4 separate regions of the Sus scrofa genome follow, and all the other regions are linked to region 4. The links are chromatin contacts, called in public Hi-C and HiChIP or PLAC-seq maps. All regions are on one chromosome and are shown on one strand. Each heading gives the region's core, a stretch centred on a gene start, on an enhancer-like site or on the middle of the called end of the contact. The rest is flanking DNA. Distances are from core to core; before and after follow the strand shown.

Evidence for each region. A called contact is a pair of places that touch in the nucleus more often than the background predicts. HiChIP or PLAC-seq counts read pairs in DNA pulled down with a chosen protein or histone mark.
Region 1: an H3K27ac HiChIP or PLAC-seq map of alveolar macrophages shows a contact between it and region 4. The contact joins the promoter of TAF8 here to the promoter of UBR2 in region 4. A contact is called at or near these places in 1 of 5 promoter capture datasets (liver), 1 of 47 Hi-C or Micro-C datasets (heart right ventricle) and 1 of 2 datasets of contacts at active chromatin or transcription factors (alveolar macrophages).
Region 2: a contact with region 4 is called in an H3K27ac HiChIP or PLAC-seq map of alveolar macrophages. The contact joins the promoter of MRPS10 here to the promoter of UBR2 in region 4. A contact is called at or near these places in 3 of 5 promoter capture datasets (fetal liver, fetal skeletal muscle and liver), 3 of 47 Hi-C or Micro-C datasets (embryonic fibroblasts, heart right ventricle and liver) and 2 of 2 datasets of contacts at active chromatin or transcription factors (alveolar macrophages and skeletal muscle).
Region 3: a Hi-C map of liver shows a contact between it and region 4, with 3 times the contacts expected there. The contact joins the promoter of RPL7L1 here to the promoter of UBR2 in region 4. A contact is called at or near these places in 6 of 47 Hi-C or Micro-C datasets (embryonic fibroblasts, heart right ventricle, liver and 1 more) and 2 of 2 datasets of contacts at active chromatin or transcription factors (alveolar macrophages and skeletal muscle).

Annotation. Positions count from the first base shown.
Region 1 is chr7:37,181,150-37,184,471 of Sscrofa11.1, reverse strand. TAF8 (transcription initiation factor TFIID subunit 8) reads right to left here and starts at 2,033. Exons shown (of 9, transcript XR_002345722.1): 1 at 1,869-2,033; 2 at 930-1,086. It also overlaps a transcript of CCND3 not described here.
Region 2 is chr7:37,327,454-37,331,097 of Sscrofa11.1, reverse strand. It overlaps MRPS10 (28S ribosomal protein S10, mitochondrial), which reads left to right and starts at 1,852. Exons shown (of 7, transcript XM_005665997.3): 1 at 1,852-1,985. The coding sequence starts at 1,938.
Region 3 is chr7:37,939,037-37,942,363 of Sscrofa11.1, reverse strand. RPL7L1 (ribosomal protein L7 like 1) reads right to left here and starts at 1,815. Exons shown (of 7, transcript NM_001123192.1): 1 at 1,499-1,815; 2 at 818-926. The coding sequence starts at 1,512.
Region 4 is chr7:37,654,049-37,657,265 of Sscrofa11.1, reverse strand. UBR2 (E3 ubiquitin-protein ligase UBR2) reads right to left here and starts at 1,458. Exons shown (of 47, transcript XM_021098699.1): 1 at 1,008-1,458. The coding sequence starts at 1,085.

The sequences.
Region 1 (3,322 bases), core at 784-3,283, 470 kb after region 4:
GATCCTGCTGTACAGCACAGGGAACTCTATCTAGTCACTTATGATGGAACATGATGGAGGATAATATGAGAAAAAGAATGATGCATATATATGTGTGACTGGGTCACTTTGCTGTACAGTAGAAATCGACAGAACACTGTATACCAACTATAATGGAAAAAATAAAAATCACTAATAAAAAAAAGTGTTCTCTTCCCATTTTATAAAACTTACTCACCTTCACCATTTGTTATCACATAGCATTTGATTTTATACTGTATGGCATCTATCTCACGGGAATTAATCCTGATTCTTCAACAAAATTGTGAGTTCTTTGAGCAGAGGGAACAGTGTAATAGCAGCACCTACAGGTCATCAAGAGCTGACAATGTTCCCAGCTTTGACCGTTTTACGTATACATCTCATTCATATTCACAACTCTGTGAGGTGCAAATTATCCCACTGCATAAATGAGGATATTGAGGTTCAGGAGGTTTATGGTTGATGGCTTACCCAAGCTATTAAGTGGCAGAGTGATGACTTACACCGAGGTCTAAAGATTCTAGAGCCTATAGATCACTTTGCTAGGTTCTTCTTTTTGTTTTTGTCTTTTTGCCTTTTCTAGGGCTGTTCCTGTGGCATATGGAGGTTCCCAGGCTAGGGGTCTAATCAGAGCTGTAGCCACCGGCCTACACCAGAGCCACAGCAACACGGGATCCAAGCCGCGTCTGCGACCTACACCACAGCTCACAGCAACGCCGGATCCTTAACCCACTGAGCAAGGCCAGGGATCGAACCCGAAACGTCATGGTTCCTAGTCAGATTCGTTAACCACTGCGTCACAAGGGGAACTCCACTAGGTTCTTCTTTTTCTTAAATCCTAATACTCTCTCAAGACAGAGCACAGATGTTTGGTTGACTCAGAAGGCCCCTTGTTTCCTGGTACTTACAGCTCTGCAGCATCTCTGTCAGTGTTTCCACAGATGCTTTCTCAGCGCTCTCAAACCCTGCCTCTGTTAACAGGGAGCTCACAACCACTTGCAGAGTTCGCCTCCGGGCCAGATGGTAGTTATCAGCAGGGTTAGTGGACTGTTTACTTCCTGATCTCTGTAAATCAGCAGCCCAGAAAGAGAATACTTTCATCCTCAGGACGAGGATGCAGTCATGTAGTTCACATATTGTCAATGGCAAACAAAGGTTCTTTTGCTAAATCTTTATGTATCAGTGTGGTAGCTCCTGATGTTTAGACTTACAGCTCTTCGCCAAATAACTGAGCACCCAAGTGGCTCTAAATTCGAAAACAGCCTTTCTGCCTAGGTAAAACTTATCAATTACAATAGTACAAAATGGCCGTTTCCTACTTTCTATTTTGGATTATCTGAATATATAGCTGAAGAAACATGCAGGATAGAATTGAATTCATTGGTCCATCTCCTAGAAAAAAAGTAATCTCTCTTTTGTCCCTCCCATCTCCACACCATTAACGAGGAAAATTAAAACAACAAACAACACATGCTGCTGAGTAGAGGAGGGCAAATGATAAGAACATCGACAAATTAAAAAGCTAAATATTTTGAAACAGGAATCCCTCCCAACTTTGGCGGGCCAATAAGAAGGCGAAAAGAGCCCCACTGGACCAATCAGGAGGTGTTCCGGGTTCCCAACCCCCAACAGAGAATGAGCCAATCAGTACACAGGTCCACCAACTCCCGAGGCCGCCGCCAAGTCTCGAGGAGGAGGAGGGGGGCATATACGGCCTGAAAGACCTTCCTCCACTCAGAGCATGTGGTGGGGCCCTATTTCTGGGTGTGAACATGTTGCCAAGGCTAGGGGGACATTACAGAATCCCCAGGCTCTCTGGGCTTCCGCCCCGCGCCTCCCGCCCTTACCGTTCCGGAGGCCCCGGCCCCGGCAGTGGCCGCCGCGTCGGCCATCTTGCTCTGGCGTAATGTGCGCGAGCGCACGGCAGGATGGGACTTGTAGTCACCCGGCGGGGAGGAACCGCGAGGGGGCGGGGCCGCGCGCCCCGTTGGGCTTTGTGGGGCCCAGCCGGGTCGGGGGTGAGTCTGGTTATCCCGGTTCACGTGACCTGTGAACGGTGGGTTCAGCGAGCCCCGGAAGTGGCTAGGAAAATGAGCCCTCGGTTTCACACCTATTTAAAAACGAAATCGTTTTTCATAAAAAGCACATCCCTGGAACGCTCCAAACTTGCCTGATTGTTAGCCACACCTGGCTAGGTCCGGCGGATCCCCGTGACTTTACTCTCTGGAGGAGGGGTCTTGGGCATCTGTATTCTTAAGTTCTCCAAGTGAGTCTCCTGAGCCTGGATATTTGGGGAAGCTTTGTTTTGTGCTGACGGACCCAGAGCCAGCCAATGGCCCACTTGGAACGAGAGCCAGCAGTCACGTAATCCAGGTGTGCCACTGCATCCGGCTGCCTTCTCGCCCTCAATTAACCCTCAGGTATTTTTGGGGCGAGCCGGGAGGCGTCGGCGGTAGGAGGCTGTCCGGTGCCTGCCTCACTCCCAGGCCGTGGAGTCTACGTAGTGCCTGTGGTTTTCTGCGGTTCACTCGCGGGTCAGCCCCTCTGGATGGGGGTCCTTCATGCACCGCGCCTCGTCTGTCTCCGTTTGCGGGTGCCCGGCAGCTCGCAGAGGCTGGGTTTGAATCTCAGCACTCGCCAGCTGTGGGACTTCGGGCAAATTACCTAACCTCACTTTGCCTCAGTTTCCTCTTTCGTGAAATTAGGGTGGGATGGGTAGCCGCGGGGGAGGGAATAAGCTAATATACACAGAGTTTATCACTGTGCAGACTGAGAGTAAGAGGTCAAGAAGCAGCGCCTAATGTTATTTATTTCTTGCGTGGCGAGTGGATGAGCAGAAAACGCTCACATGCAGAAGTCGGGGAAACCTGCGCCACGCCTGCCCCGCCGCGCGCACCTGAGCGTGGGGGGCGCCCGGTCCCCTCACCTGGGGCACAGGGGGCAGGTCTGACGGTCGGGGTCGCTGCGCGGGGTGAGCCACCCGGAGAAATCGGGCCCCAAACCTGAGTTGAGCAGAGCACCCAGCCCCTTTGTCTCCTCCGCCCCCCCTTCCCCACTTCCTGCCCAGCTTTAAACTCGGGATTGGCGGCGCGGCGCCGACTTTGTAAACACGCCGCGCCTGCGGCGGTGGAGACTGGTTCTGTTTGGGCGTCTGGGGGAGGGGTGCACGCCCCTCCCCGCGGCTGGAGGTGGCGACCCCCCACCTCGCCAAAGACAGAAACCAGAGGCGGCGGCGGGAGAGTGTCTGCGGCCACGGCCAGTGCTCCGGGGGGCTCACCTGCCGAGGAGGTAGGCTTGAAGG
Region 2 (3,644 bases), core at 603-3,102, 330 kb after region 4:
AGTGGGTTAAGGATCTGGTGTTGCCGTGAGCTGTGGTGTAGGTTGCAGATGCAGCTCGGATCTGGCATTGAGGCTAGCAGCTACAGCTCTGATTAGATCCCTAGCTTGGAAACCTCCATATGCCCTAAAAAGACAAAAAAAAAAAAAAAAGAAAGAAAGAAAGAAAAGAAAAGAAAACGAAGGGACTATACCCAATTCCCACACTTCAGAGCATGAATGGAAAAAGCTGGTGAGCCAAAAGCAGCAAGCAGTGACCACAGGCAAGGCAGAATTCTGAGGGAGCAGAAACTGTAAACAGAGAAATCCCATCAATAAAGAGACCATGTTTGGCCTTAGGGATGGAGAGGACATCCAGTCCCTAAAGCTGCTCCGAGCCCACTTTTCCAGTTACAGGAGCAGTTCAGGCCACATACATGTTAAAAAAAATAAATAAATAAAATAACTCCTTTTCTTGCAGGAAGTGGGGACGTGGGGAATCTCTAGTCCTCACATCCAAAAGAGACTTAAGAGACTGGAGCTTACTGAGGTCAGCTGGAGGGGTGCAAAGGGCACTGAACTAGGATTTTTTTCTTTCTTTTTAGGGCCGAACTCAGCATATGAAGGTTCCCAGGCTAGAGGTCTAATCGAAGCTACAGCTGCTGGCCTGCACCACAGCCACAGCAACGTGGGATCCGAGCTGTGTCTTCGACCTACACCACAACTTATGGCAACGCTGGATCCTTAACCCACTGAGCGAGGCCGGGGATCGAACCTGCATCTTCATGGATGCTCAATTCGTTTCTGCTGAGCCACAATGGTAACTCCGGAACTAGGATTTTTGATGATGGTCATTGGTTCAGCTGTAACTAACTCATCATAATGACTTTGAGTCATTTCACTCTGGGCTTCGGTTTTTTCACCTTTTAAATTAGGATAAAATGTATGTATTCTTGTGAGGATCAGATTAGATAACACACGTAAGATTGTTCTCAAGCTGTAATGTCACCATCATTGACAGCTGCAGAACTGTCACCCAGCTGAAGCTACTCAAGGCAGAGACGGGCTGAAGAGCCCTGGAAGAAGCCGCAATAGAGTTGCAGAGCTATGGGAAAACTCCTCTGGCTAAGAGAGACCAGCCAATTGTGAATGTCACAATTGAAAGACGTAATCCGGTTCCGGAAGGGCCCCTGGATAACCTGCCAAGACTATGGCTATTACAGACATCATCACTTAAGTACAACCTCAGGTCGTTCCTCCAGGGCAAAATGAGCTAAGAGACCAGGAGCTTTGGACCACCTGGCCAGGGAATCGTTAAACCAGTGACATCATGACTCTTGACTCTACAATTCAGAAATGTCACAAGACAATGACTAATCCCAGCTGTTTTGCTCTTCCTCTTAAAACAAAACAAAACAAAACCCACCTAACTCAAAGACCAAGTTGGAGTACATCTAAGGCTTGTCTCCCACTCCCTTGCTTGGCGCCCTGCAATAAATCCTTACTTTGGAGCGAACTCCCGCTGTCACTTTGGCTTTCTGCGGGCCACGGGTACACAAGCGCTTCGCTGCGTCATAACGGGAAAATAAATCAACCATTAATCCACTAACTCAGAGATAACATTGTCAATATATCAGCTGACATGACATCAATATATACTTTTTTTCCAAGCATGTATTTGTTATGTTTGCCTCCAACAAAACAGGAACCGTAATTTGAAGAGGGAAACGCTGGCGGAATTCAGTATCCCTCCAGGTACCAGCTGAAGCTTTACCGGCCCGGCTGCGACCGGAAGGAAGCTGGCTGTATTCACAGTCCCACCCTCAGAGAGCGTAGGATCACGTCTCTATGGTTGTTCCTGAGCCGGAACACAGGGATACACTCTTTCCTTTTGCGGAACTCTATGGTCAGAGGATGGCTCTGTGACCCCGGAAGCGATCCCGGGAAGCTGGGGCGGCAAGATGGCGGCGCGAACGGCGTTTGGGGCGCTGGCCCGGCGTCTCTGGCAGGTACCGGGCGCGCTGAGGGTATTAGGCGGACTTACGGATACAGTTGCCTCTATGTCTGGCCGTCGCGTGTCGTTCTGCCAATCTGGAGCCCTCCGCGATATTTATTCCTTATCTCAGCCCGTTGTTTGCAGGGAAGGAGCGAGAAAAGGGCTGATGTTTTGTCGAGTTTCTTTTCATAGGATAAAACGTAATGAGTCAGGGCAACAGGAAGAATCAGAGTGTCAAAGCTGTAAAGAATATAGGACAGCGAAAGTTCCAGACCCGGCCTTTCACATTTGCGAAATAAACCGAGGCTCAGAACAGGCAGGAAGTTTCATCTCTCTGAAATGAGGTGGCATGAGACCTTTGACGCTTCCCGCGGAACCAGACTGAGATACCTTGCTGATAGCCGGGTTTCTGAGACTTAGATGAGAGTCGCTGAAGTCAGAGGAGTTGGTTGGATAACCTCTGCTCGGTTCTTTGGAGAAAGAAACAAAACCTTTAGCATCAGTTCTCAAGTTAGCCTTAGCACCCCTTTACACTCTAAAAATGGTTGAGGACTCCAGAGAGCTTTTATTTTTGTGGGTTTTAGCTGTGAATGTTTAGCTTACTGGAAATTACAACCAAGAATCTTTAAAATGCGTTTTCCTTTAAAAATAGCGCTGGGAGTTCCCATTGTGGCGCAGCAGTATGGAACCCTACTAGCATCCATGAGGACGCGGGTTGGATTCCTGGCTTCGCTCAGTGGGTTAAGGATCCAGCGTTACCATGAGCTGCAGTGTAGGTCGCAGACGGGGCTCGGATCCCGCTTTGCTGTGGCTGTGGTGTAGGCCCTCAGCTGCAGCTCCCATTCAATCCCTAGCCTGGGAATTTCCGTATGCTGCACCTGCAGCCCTAAAAAGAAAAGTAAAAAATTAAAATAACACTAATAAACTCATTACATGTTAACGTAATTAATCTTTGTATGGGGTACAACTAGATTTTCCGAAACAAATTTAGTGAGAAGAGATGTTTTTGCACATCTCTGATTTTGGCTTAATAGAAGACAGCTGGGGTTTCACAGCAGCTTCTGCAGTCTGTTGCTATACCACAGTGTCTGGAAAACTTCACTGCACACTGGTGACAGAATGGCAAAGTTGCAAATAACGTCTTACTATTATTATGGAAGTAAGTTTAATCTCTCCAGCCCACAGTGAAAATGTCCTCGGACCAGAATTTAAGAACCAGTGTTTTTAAGAAAAGGCAGGTGGTGTTAGAGATTGAAATTTTGAGCTATTTTTAAGACACAGTTACCAGACTACAGCTTACGCCTTCAAAAAAAAAAAAAAAGGAGGGAGTCCCTGTTGTGGCTTAGCTGTAACAAACCCGATTAGTATCCATGAGGACGTGGGTTTGATCCCTGACCCTGCACAGTAGGTTAAGGCTTCAGTGTTGCCGTGAGCTGTGGTGTAGATCCTGACACAGCTCGGATCTGGCGTTGCTGTGGCTGTGAGGTAGGCTGGCAGTTACAGCTCCCATTCGACCCCCAGCCTGGAAAATTCCATATGCCTTAGGTTCGGCCCTAGAAAGACAAAAAAGAAAGAAAACTTAAGAACTTCCTAAGATTCATTTGTAGGTTGAACAGCACATTAGGCTTCAACTTTTTAAAGCAGGGGTTTATACCCGGAGAAGATGCCTGGG
Region 3 (3,327 bases), core at 566-3,065, 280 kb before region 4:
GTGGGTTAAGTATTCTGCATTGTTGTAGCTGTGGTGTAGGCCAGCAGCTGCAGCTCTGATTAGACCTCTGGCCTGGAAACTTCCATACTCCATATATGTGGTCCTAAAAAGAAAAACAAAACAAACAAAAAACGCAAACCAAAAAACCTGGTACATTAAAAAAAAAAAAATTAGAGTTCCCAATATGGCACAGCAGGTTAAGGACCCAGCAATGCCACAGCTGTGGCTCAGACTGGAATCTTGGCCCAGGAACTTCCATATGCCATGGATGTGGTTGAAAAAAGTAAGTAAAATTTTTAAGTTTTTGGGAGTTCCTGTCGTGGCTCAGCAGAAATGAATCTGACTAGTATCCATGAGGACACAGGTTTGATCCCTGGCCTCACTCATTGGGTGAAGGACCCGATGTGGTGAGCTGTGGTATATGTCACAGATGTGGCTGGGATCGGGGGTTGCTGTGGCTGTGGTGTAGGCCGGCAGCTGTAGCTCCAATTTGAACCCTAGCCTGGGAGCCTCTATGTGCCACACCTGCCGGCCTAAAAAGAAAAAAGAAAATTTTTTTTCTTTTAGGTACACAAGCATGTTCTCGAATCCCTTGGTATGAACCGGAAGGAACACTCTCCACTGGCTTTTTCCTTAAACTCTACTCCAGTATTTTGCCTGCAGAAAGCATTTGATACATACTTGCTTTGTTTAGCAAATATGTATCATCCAGCTGATGGGGGAAGCCGACTGTCAGTACCAAATTAGTTCAACATGTGCTGGATAAAACTCACCGAACACAAATTCTCATTCCTTCCACCTGGTTCCCCACTATTACCTCTTTCTTTTGCAAAAGCGCTTGCTTCGCCTGTGTGGCTTTGAGGGCCTGATATGCCTTCCTCTTTTTCAAGAGATTTTCTGGAACCAAAGGGATCTTTTTTCTTTGCCTGAGAGAGAAAATGGAGAAAAGCGATAGTATTTAGGAAACAAATCTGCAATGCGTTTCCAAACGACAGCTTGGGCTTCGCAAACATTACTGTCTAAAACCTCCTAAGGACCGCGCTCCCACCCCGCCACCTGGCGTTTCTGACTCCAGTTCTCAAAAGCTTTCAAGAACCATGAACCCCTTAGCCACTGGTCCTCGTATGTCAATGGAGCTTTTACTGTCATAGCCTTTTACAGATACCACCAGCGATGAGATTCCGCCCCGTGGGGTTGGGGCGGGTGCGGACCCAGCTGCAGAGATAATACTTAAGTCAGGCTGGGGAAACCCACCCTCCAGCCCGCAGCCTCAAACTCATTCCTCACCCCTTGAGGTAGGTAATCCGAACCTGACAGAGGCCCCATCCGCCCGCCCCAGCCCAACACTTCCTCCCTCCTCCTTCGATAATCTGGAGCCTTTTCTAAGTCTCTCTTCAGTCCACAAGGATCCTTATTTTCCGCCACCGAGAAATAAATACTGAGGATGGCACCAGATGCTCAGGGCACCACCCAGAATCTCAGAGCCCCTGATACTCACTCCTCCTCCGCCATTTTTCCAGCGCAGCTGCTACTGCTCAGGCGTTGCCCCACGCATGGGAAGGAACCTCTCTATGGTCTCTCGACCATAGAGATGTCTACTCTAGCTCACCCCAGGGCGAGCGGGTAGCCTGCGCCTTCTTAGCAGCAATGAACTGCTGAAGTTTTGCTAACCCTGATTCCTATCAAAAGTGGCTCAAAGCTTCCTGGGCGCCGCTTAGAAGCTTTTTAGAGCCCGGTCATCTTCAAAGACCATCCCTTTTTATTTCAGCTGTATTCTCATATCGCCGGAAGCCTGGTCACAAACGAGGAAACGCTTCCCACCGACTTCCGGTAGGGAGTGAGGTGACGATTTTCCGGTTTCTGCTCGCTAGGCTGCGCTTCTCCCGGAAGGCGACTGGCGGGATCCGGTATCCTTCACCTGGTGCGGAGAGCTTGGGGCTGCAGCTTTGGTTCTGTGTTGGTGGAGGTGTGGACGACTTAGGGTGCTGGCAAAGGCATCTCTGATTCCCTCGGCCTGGCTTCGTCAGTGGGTCCCTGATCAAGTGGGTCCCTCTATCCCTTCGTTTCCCTTACCCAAAAAGTGGACGTAATAGCGAATCTTGCCTAATAGCCTTGGGAAAGTTATATGAGCTGCTCCACATAAAGCGCTTAGAACAAAGTCCAGTAAGCAGTTAACACTGTGTTAATTATTATTCCTGCTGTACCGAAAACGAGAAATTGCAACTTACGATTTCAGAACTCCCTCATAATAGCTCTCACCACCTGGAATAGGTTTCCTTCTCTCCTGCTCTTCAGAAAGAAATAAAAACTCACGTGTTGTCTTTAATGGAAACCTCCAGACCAGTGTGTCTCAAGCATTAATGTGCATAGGAGTCACATGAAAATCTTGTTAAAATCACGTTTTTATTCAGGAGGGGCGGGGAGTCAATATTCTGCATTTTAAACGTGATTCAAAGTGATGGGGATGCTTCAAGTGCATTTTGACTAGAAGGGCTTTTTCTTTTTCTTTTCTTTCTCTTTCTTTCCTTTGTTTTTTGGCGGCCCCCTCAGTATGTGGAAGTTTCTGAGTCAGGGATCAAACCTGTGCCACAGCAGTGACCTGAGCCACAGCAGTGAAACACTGGACCTTAACCCGCTGAGCCACAAGAGAACTCATGACTAGCAAGTATCTTGAGAAGTCTCTCCTTTTTCTGAATTCCTTCAGCATGTTTATTTTTTAAGAATTCCTGTAGTGGCACAGCGGAAAGAATCCGACTAGAAACCATGAGGTTGTGGGTTTGATCCCTGGCCTCACTCAGTGGGTTAAGGACCCGGTGTTGCTATGAGCTGTGGTATAGGTCAAAGAGGTGGCTCGGAGCTGGCGTGGCTGTGGCTGTGGCGTAGGCCAGCAGCTGTAGCTCTGATTCAATGCCTAGCCTGGGAACCTCCATATGCTGCAGGTTCAGCCTTAAAAAAAAAGCAAAAAAAAAAAAAAAATTTTAAATGTTTCTCGGCATTATAGGCTTTTGGGGCCAGATAATTCTTTGTCCTGTTGGTTGTAGAATATTTTGGCAGCATCCCAGGTTTCTACCCACTGCATGCCAGTAGCATCTCCATCCTAGTGGTGACAAAGTTCTTGTCTCCAGGCATTGCCAAATGTCTAGCACAGTCTATGTATATTTATGTTAAGGTCTAAGGCAATGTCACTGTTTGACAGTCAGCACTTAAAGGCATCACCACAGACTTTATCCTGTATTGTTTGGTTTATTGTTTCCCTGATTAGACAGGGTTCTCTGAATGCAGGGAAGTCATCACATCTCTGAATCTTCTACAGCACCTCTCACAACA
Region 4 (3,217 bases), core at 209-2,708:
CTGAAATTTTGTTCCTAACATTCAGATTGTTGACTTGTGTTCAAAGGTCACTCCCTTCCTAGCAGCTTTTTAAATCCAAGGCCTTAGAGGTGGGGCCTCAGCTGTTTGGGTCCATTCTTAATCATTCCGAACGATCTGTTCTAATAGGTGTTCCGTGTTCTTAAGGAAAGATGCCATAAAGTTTTGTTAATTATTTTACAACTCTGCTACTTATACAAGCATATTCATATTACAGTTTCAGTACAATACTGGGTCTGAATGCTTTAAGTTTGGGGCATAACTGCCCCCACTATACCATGACCAAACTTCACATTATTAGCATCCATTTACTAAGAGTTGTTCTCTCAAAGTTATATAATGTTCGTTTATCCACCCAACTACCCCCAACTCCTGGAAAAATTATTTTTAATCTCCCAGTCTCCACCACTACTTTCTCAATCTCAGTAAACGTGTCAAGACACTACTTTCTGCACATTCATCAACGCTGTCGACTGACCAAACAGGTGCAAAAACGCACAAAACAGGGTAAAGAGGAAGAACGATATCGTTTGCATCCTTCGGTGCCTAGAGCGGTCCCAGAAACAAAGTGAGGTAGCAGGTTTCAGAGGAGGAGGCAAGGCTCAGCTTATCTCAGGAAAAGGAAGCAGAAGGGATAAAGTACCCCAAGCACCAGGAAGCGTCTCTCCCTCCTATCTTCCAAGAGTTGGCATAAAAGGCAAAGGCCCTGGGTTAGGGACTTCCTGGGAGAAATAATGGAAGCGCGAAAAGGAACGTGAAGGTGGCTGTGCATCCAGCAGACTTGCGGGCTATTTGTGGATAAAGACAGAAGGACAGGAGCAGAATCTGGGGCCTCCCTGGGCCGTTACCCACAGGGCGAGAACCGAGAAGCCGGCGCGGTCGTCACCCCAAGTCCGGGCCCGGCAGCTCCCGGATTTCCAGGAGTCGGTTCCTCCCCCGGGGCGCGGCCTGCGACAGCCGGACGTCTCCGCCCGGGTCCCGGCACTCACCCCCGCGGTCTCCTCAGCCGAACATTCCAGCAAACTCCGGTCGATGGCCTGCACCTCGGGCTCCAGCTCCGACGCCATCTTCCTTCCTGCGCTTCCCCAGCGCTGACGCTGCTATCTCCGCTCCGAGGGCCGCGGCCTCGCCACAGCCCCCGCGTCCGAGACTTCCACCTCTGCCCCGGGCGGTCGGTCGGGAGCCGTCCAGGCGGCGGAAGTCGGAGAAGACGGAGAGTAGCGTGAGGTGAGGCGTACAGGAGGGACGGTGCCTCCCGCGCTCCCTCTTGGGCCCTGCGCCCAAAAGTCAAGACACTGCCTCGTCCCTACCCCGGGGAAGGACACAGAGAACCCCGGGCCTGGCACTCTTGATCGCTTCTACCGCGTCCGGCACCAGGAAAGAAGCAATTACACCCAAAATAGGAAGCAAAGCACCCTGGGAACTGTAGTCGTCCTCCATAGGGCCGGGGTTGGGGGGGGTAGAGGTGGAGCCCTTACAAGGAGCCCCACTATGGCACTATGGGAGTTGTAGTCCATCTCTTCCTAAGAGACTAGGCAAATGGCACACCAGCGGGCGGGGCTTTTCCGCACGGCTGGAATCATGGGAAGAGATTAGTGGCGAGAAGCGCCCACCCGGGAAGAGGAAGAAGCGCGAGATACTGTGGGGTACCGTAGTTTTATTCCCCCAACACCGTTTGTTCGTATTTCTGTCCCGCAAGCCTAGAACCGTACCTAGCACGTGGTAGAACTCGAATACGAAAGCCTGGCATACGTGCGAACTCAAATACTTGTCGAATGAATGAATTAGTTCTATTCGTATAGTTCTATGGCCATCAGCCATCAACCCCTCTTTCCGTTAGATTGGTGACCGAGGTGTACATTTTCCACGTTTTTGAAGGTCTCGAAAACATGCCGTTTTAAAACGCTGTTAAAGGATGTATTTCCAAGTGATTTAGTTAAGACCGTTCATTAAAATTTATTTCAAATCTTGGGAGTTCCCTGGTGGCCTACCGGTTAAAGGACCCATCATTGTCGCTGTTCCTGCTCTAGTCACAGCTGTGGTGAGGGTTGGATACCTGCCCAGGAACTTATGCATGCCTCAGGAAAAAAAAATTATTACAAATCTTGCTGCAAAGGAGAAGGAGTCTACCAAGCTAATTCAAAGATTTACTCTTGATAGGGATATTGTGTAGAAATAGATAATCATTGTTAGATAAGAAAATTGCATTTGGGTAGAAGTAATTAGGTTCTTGACTGGCATATGGGTGAGTGGGTTTCTTAGAACAAATTTTCGATTCCTTTAGAGTTTATCAGAAAATTGCTTGCACATTTTATGAGACTGCTAATTTATTCCCATAAAGAAATTGTGAATTAGGCAAAAAATGTTCTGATCCAATCCAGATATGGGACTTGGTTTGCTGTTATTGCTGTTAACAATAGTATAATATTAACTAAATTTTTTTAATAAAAGTTACCCATTATCTCACAGTACAAATAACCCTTGTTATCATTTTTAAAAACGTAAAAGTAATATATGTATAGGATTATAAATTCAAACTGAAGGGAAATATTTTGAAAGAAAAAAATGAAAATTGTGCCTCTTTTACCCCAAGTCCCTTTCCCCAAGGAAAAGCATTTTTAATATCCTATTATGATTCTATCCAGAAAAAAAGTATGCGTATGTATGAGAATGAGAGACATTAAATGAGAGATCTTGAAACATTCTTTTCTTCTTTGCTCAACTTCCTTGCAGTGAGGCGCTCCCCAGTCAGAGTCAACCTGGAGGAAAATTGGGATCGTTACAACCCAGAAGCAAAGATAATGCCTAAGAGTCCTAACATAGAATTAAAGCCATTAAAATACATTGTAAAGAAATTTTCTGCCCTTCACACCATTCTTTTCTTCCTTTTATTATTTTTGGGTTGATATTAATGTTCTTTTGTCCTAAATTCTTGAATTGGATGTTTGCTGTTAACCCTCCTCTTTTTTTTCAGCATGTACATCTAAGGCAGTGGTTTTCAAACTTGAGCATGCGGAGTTGCCATTGTGATGCAGCAGAAACAAATCTGACTAGTATCCATGAGGCTGTGGGTTTGATCCCTGGCCTCACTCAGTGGGTCAGGGATCCAGCATTGCTGTGAACTGTGTTGTACATTGCAGATGTGTCTGGGATCCCATGTTGCTATGGCTGTGGTGTAGGCAGGCAGCTGTAGCTCCAA